Linked DNA regions of Callithrix jacchus: region 1 is linked to region 2. The links are chromatin contacts, called in public Hi-C maps. All regions are on one chromosome and are shown on one strand. The core of a region is the stretch at or near the end of the contact, and the rest is flanking DNA. Distances in the headings are between cores, read along the strand shown. Region 1 holds the start of GOLGA5 (golgin A5). Region 2 overlaps RIN3 (Ras and Rab interactor 3).

What was found. A called contact is a pair of places that touch in the nucleus more often than the background predicts.
Region 1: a contact with region 2 is called in a Hi-C map of skeletal muscle, with 3 times the contacts expected there. The contact joins the promoter of GOLGA5 here to the enhancer-like site in region 2. A contact is called at or near these places in 3 of 3 Hi-C or Micro-C datasets (induced pluripotent stem cells and skeletal muscle).

The regions. Positions count from the first base shown.
Region 1 is chr8:127,630,621-127,633,626 of calJac240_pri, reverse strand. GOLGA5 (golgin A5) reads right to left here and starts at 1,511. Exons shown (of 13, transcript XM_078335640.1): 1 at 850-1,511.
Region 2 is chr8:127,536,967-127,539,882 of calJac240_pri, reverse strand. It overlaps RIN3 (Ras and Rab interactor 3), which reads right to left. Exons shown (of 9, transcript XM_035261314.3): 9 at 1-771. The coding sequence ends at 451. All of the region lies in intron 1 of LOC108593557 (a long non-coding RNA gene), which reads left to right. Among named protein-coding and RNA genes, the nearest start is that of LGMN, 58 kb to the left of the region's middle. Within about 2 kb of position 1,367, at least 5 of the 16 cell types and tissues checked have an H3K27ac peak or open chromatin away from gene starts, as enhancers often do. A contact at or near this core is called in skeletal muscle, where this site is marked.

The DNA of each region.
Region 1 (3,006 bases), core at 262-2,761, 94 kb before region 2:
AAATGTCATCTGCATCAGAGTTCTTCTTTCTATCTAAGTTAGGTCAATCATTATCTGTACATGCCCTATTGTTTTGCCTCACAGCCCTTCATATGTTATAATTACGTATTTTTTTTAACATGTCTCTTGTTCTTGGGGCAAGGCGCACAGTGGCTACAATGTCTATTTTGCTCACCAATGAATTCCCAGAGTCTAGCACACAGTAAGCACTCATAAATACTGCTGAATGGAATTTTTATATGACAGAGGCTGTGCACAGGTACCTATGTATCTTTTATCATATGTAATTTTCACAGCCACATTATGTGGTAAACAGCAACATCCTTTTTCCAAAGCAAACGTGGAAAGGGTTTAGAAAGATCACAGAGTTTAGACAGCAGCTCAGATACTCAAGTCTAAGCCTAGAGCCAAACCCATGTTTTAAGCCTTGCTTCCCTATACCATACCACTCGAAATCTAAAAAAACCTCAAGAAGCTCATCCTTTACACTCAAAAACTCATTCTTTACACATGTGACTATTACATGCCTATGTATTTTGGAGTTTATAAAAAAATCAAATGAAAATGGAGATGAAATCTCTGTAACATAAAGAACGCCATACAGGCCAGGTACTGTAGCTCATGCCTGTAATTCCAACACACTGGGAGGCCAAGTGGGGAGGACCACTTGAGGCCAGGAGTTTGAGACTAGCCTGGGCAACTTAGCAAGACCCTGCCTATACAAAAATAGTAATAAAAAAATCAACACGCACTCATTAATTCTTTATATCTTGCCTCCCATTTTAAAATTAATTGGCCTTTAAAACATAGCATGCAATTGCTGTTAATGTTGCAATGAATGTTGATTACCTAATTAAATAAATACTTAGATGGGCCCTGGGCCCTTGCCCCACTGACAAAAACATCTCACAGGCACAAAGCCGTCAATTCCCCCGGCACTGCCCAGGGGCAGAGAGGGTGCGTGGGATGGGTGTGCAGAGGGCGGTGGCAGGGCCTGCTTCAAAGACCAGGCGTCGGCACAGAGGGAAGGAGACTGGCGGTCAGTCGGTCAGGCTTAGTCGGTAGAGCCCTGGGGTCTGTCAGTCTGCGGATCTCAGGAGAGTAGAGACCCCCACTACGCTCCCAACCACTCTCGTTCAGTGCAAGAAGGACGGAGAGGCCAGGCAGGGTTCGGGTGGAAGACAGAGGAGGGCAGGAAACAACGTCGGCTGAAGCCCAAGGGGTCTCTCCAGCTACCCTCCTCAGGCCCCTAATAGGGCGAAGACGAGCGCGACCCGAAAGAAGGCGGACAGACAAGGGTCTCGGCTGAAGGGACTGCGCCCCGACTCCTAGGATCGTTAACACCCCCGTCTCGTCCAGTGGGCCCTCGCCTCCGCCTCACCTGAGGACTCCGGAGAAGCTGCACCCACGGCCTAATCGCCGTCCTGGGCCGCGCCCCCTCAGCAGCGGGCCCAGAAGGGACCCAAACTCAGTAAACCTCCTACCCAACCCGCCCGGGCCCTGCTGCCGCTTCCGGGAGACGTGGAAGGGGCGCGAGGACCCCAAAACAGAGTGGCTTTCGATCTGCCTGAACGGCAGGGAACCGAGAACAGCCACCTGCAGGCAATTCAGGCGGTGGCGCTGGCGGCTATGGGGTCCTCGCGCATGACCACGCCCCTTTCCGCCCATAGCGAGATCTGGCGCGGCGCTGGGCCTGCGTGCGTGTGACGTGACTCACCTTCCGCGGCCCGCACAACATTGAAGGCCACACCCACAAAGGGCGGGGCCTCGCTGCGGGCCACGTCGGTGACCGAAGAGGGTGACCGAAGAGGGTGACCGAAGGGGGTGACCGAAGGGGTAGTCCAGCTTGGAAGGAATACGAGGCTTGAGTTGGAAGGGGCGTGAGACCCCGGTGGACTGGCTAGACGTCATGTTTCTCGCTTTCCTCACCGTCTCCCCCTAGTTTTACGGATGAGAATGCCAGAGGCCCACGGCAGAAGGTGGAAATAAGAAAACATGATCCTGACTGCGTTGCACTTGCTTTCTAGTGGCAGAGACAGATATTGCATAACAGTGAATGGACAAGACGGTTTCAAGGCGTTACAAGAGCTCTAACGACAGGAAACAGGGAAAAGTGACTGGAGGCAGGGGAGTTACTTTAAATCAGGTGGTCAGGGAAATATCTCTGAGGAGATGATATTTGAGCTGAGACCCAAAAAGATGGAAAAGGCGGTACTGGGGTTATGTTATGCATACAGTTCATTGACTATCTGAAATAAGTCTGAAATCCGCATTCAATAATTCAAATACTCAGCACCCACTACGTGCCCAGGATTGGGCTAATTTGGCTGACAAGCCTACAACACAGTTCCAAGTCTCAGCCTTTGAGTTGAGGAAAGTAAGGCTCAAACACTTTAATTTGTCTAAGATCATCAGTCCTCATAAGGAGTCCACATTACTCCAAAGCCTGTGCCCCTTAGACTCAAAGTTTTGTCTCCAAATTAAATATTGGGAATAATTACAACTCCTGCTTTTCTTCCTCTCAGGTCAGGTTTAGCTCAGTATAGTGAAGAGAAAAATTTTCAGCAGCACCAGGAGGTAATAATCATAATGGCATCTAACATTTATCAAACCTTTTATTAAGTGTAGACTACTGTGCTAAGCATTCCACGGGCCTCACCTCATTTAAATCTCACATCAGTAAGGAAGGTATTATTCTTCTCTGGTAGGTGGTATTGTTGATCCTATTAAGTTGCTCTTCCGGTTAAGGAGTGTACATCATCACCTGTCGCTATGCAACTGCAGTGCCTCCTGTGGGAGTAGCATTCTTTTCAGCCTCACTGATGTCAGGCTTGATCCTATGATCTTTTTTTAACCAGTGAAATACAAGCAGAAGTGTCTCTCACGACATCTGAGCAGAAGCTTTAAGAGCTGTTATGTATTTCAACGAGAGAAATGTTTCCTTTCATGAGAGCAGTCTGTCTCAGGTGGGGCTGCTTTTTCAGCCTTGGTCCTGGAAGAAAAGGA
Region 2 (2,916 bases), core at 118-2,617:
GGAGCAGCCGTGGCCAGCGCCCCTTCCTCGGCCAGTCCTGGGAAACTAAGCTCTGACCCCTCCTTGCAAACACCGAGGATGGGGTGGGCGTGGGGGTACTCACGGGAAATGGCCGGAGGGGCTGCGTGTCAAGAAGGCGGGTTTGTTGGCGGCAGCGGCCCGGGACTCCTCTCTCCTCTCTGAGCCTCGGTTTCCCTTTCCGTCTAATGAAGAACATGGCCTCTCAGTGTCTCAGTGCTATGACCTGCCCTCAGGAATGGCCTTGGCCGCGCGTCCTGATATTTTCACAACTGCCCTGCGACGTTGACCTGAGCACGTCGTGGAAAGCCCCGTGTCCCTGTGCTGCGTGGGCGTCGCCGTCGGGGGTGCGCGGCCTGCGGCGGGGTGAGAGGTGCGCCAGGGGGTGACTGGGGGAGCGTCTCGCAGCCCCCGGCCCCGCCAGCGTCGCCCTCACAGGAAGTTGGGCTCTCGCACCACCAGGCAGGGAGGGCTTCCGCCACCGCCGCCGCCGTCCAGGGGGCGGTAGACGAAGTGGAAGTCGCGCTTGGGCTCGCAGCGCAGCAGGTAGCCCTTGATGCGGTGCGGTAGCGCGTCGTCTGCCAGCTGGAAGCAGCGCCCGTCCACCAGCACGAACAACCGGTGCGCCTGCGGCCGCGCCACCGCGAACTTTTCCGCGCACTGCGCGCACAGCGCCTGGGCCGGGGTGTCCGCCCGCGACGCCAGCGTTCGCGCCTGCTGCTCGGGCTCCAGGTACGACACGCAGATGAAGTCCTGCGGAGACACGCGGGGCCTGCGGTCACGGCGGGACCCTGTCTCCCCAGGCGGCCTTGGCCGGCCCCCCTGCCCTCTCCCGGCCCAGGCTCCTCCCTGGATGGACAGCGGGTGGCGGGCGCCCAGCAGGCGGGGAGTCCAACACCTGCGCCATACCTGGCTGTGCCATGAGCCTGCGGGGGACCAGTCCCCCTTCCCTGCCTCGCCTCCCAGCTGGGCCGACAGTTCTGGGGGATGAATTAAGGGGCGTCTCGGAGACCCTGCAACGAGGAGTGCCCCCTGGCTGCCGGTCCACAGGCTCCCCACCATTCATTCATTCATTCCCTTCCTCCCTCTAGGTAATACCCTGGCAACCCAGGCGCAATGCTGGGCACGGAGGGCAGCACAGATAAGGGAGGTACGAGCCGGCCTGGGCATCCCACAGTGCCGGCGGGCCGCACAGTCCAGCCCCTTAGGGCTGCAAAGGCCCCGGGGCTCTGAGGAGCTGCGCGGGGCAGGGCTTGGTAAAGCGGGAGCGGACCGGGTGAAGCAGGCTGGGCGCAATCGGGTGGGTAAGGCCCAGCGTGAGCCAGGGCGCCCACAGGGCGCTCGCCCGCCGTCCTCCACCCTTAGGGCCCCCGCCACACACCTGCGGGCTTTAAATCCGCTCCCACTGCCTGTGTGGCCTTGGTTCTACGAACCTTGGCTGTGAAGTGGGGACAGCGACCGCCTCCCAGGAGTGGGTGAGCAGACGCGGGAAGCTCCGGCACGGAGCCGCCTCGGCCTCCCCGGGGCTCTGGGTTGCAAGTGACGCTGCGTGCGGGGCTGCCCCCTTGTGGCTCGCTTGGGAACAGCAGGCCTGTGCCGGGAGCGACTGAAGATCCTGGCTTGGTGGAGAACATGAGGGCCACTGCTGGTGAGGGCTTAGGAGGGGCAGGGATCCTGTCAAGAGCTTTATGGGCATCACTCATTTCTTTCAGGAGGGGAAAAGCCTGGCCCACTCCCTTTTAGTGGCTGCCTTAGGGCTTCCTGTCCTTCATTAGGCCTCCCAGGGTCCTATCCACCTGCTGGTGACTGTCCGGCTCTGGGCTTTCCTCCCCAGGGAAGGATGCCCACCCCTCAAGTCATGGAGCGTAGAGGAGGCACTGGGAGGGGGCAGAGGAAGGTGCCCTTCCCAGATCCCAGATGTGGTGCTGAGGGGGACCCCTCCCAAGCTTCCATCTCCCCAACAGTGGTTGGTCAATTTCACCCATGCTTTGCCTGGCTCAGCATCAGGACCCCCTAGGGTGGAGTCAGGAAGTACAAGCCCAGGCCAGGCTTGGACCAAGAGTGTCCATGTCCCCACAGTCCATGGGGGGCCGGTGTGTTGGGAGGGCAGGGGAACAAAGGTGTGCTGGAGCTGGTGGTGGCTCACACTGGCCAGGGAGAGCTGACTGCACACACTTCGTTCCAGTTCCACATTCAGTGATGCCAACTTGAAATTGGCCATGGAGTATTCACACCATGGAAATGGACAGATGTTAAAATCAGAGCTTTTGTTTTTTCCCCAGAGAGTCAGTTATTAAATTGATTAGCCATAGTCAGCCTGTGTGGGCAGGAAAACTGAGTCCTAGAGTGGGGCAGGGATTGCTGAGGGTCACACAGCAAGCTTGTACAGGGCCAGGTCCAGAACTCAAGCCTCCTGCCTCCCAGGCCTGTGCTCTGCTTATTACAGATGCACCATCTTGAAAGCCAGGAGTGGGGCTCAGGACTGGCGTGCTCTGGGTGTCAGGGGAGTGAGTCTGCATAGCTGCTTGCAGCTCTGCATGTGCCCGGCTCACTGGTCCAACTCCTTCCTTTTTTCATTTTCATACACCCAGTCTCACTCTGTCCCAGGCCCTGGGCTTGGGGTCCCTGAGCCATGTGAACCATGGGCTGTGCCCTCCCAGAGGTGACAGCTTCATATTCATATTCAGAGGATGATAGGACATGATATGTGCTGTAACAGGGGAGGCTGCTGGAAGCCCAGAAGAGGGCACCCCACCAAGCCTGTGGGAAGAGTATGTGTGTGTGTATCAGGGAAGGCTTCTCAGAGGAGGGGGCTGTTGGGGAAATTGAGTTGTCTTAAAGGATGGGCAGTGACGGCCAGTGAAGAAGGGGAGATTGGCCAGTGAGGGCGAGAAGCCA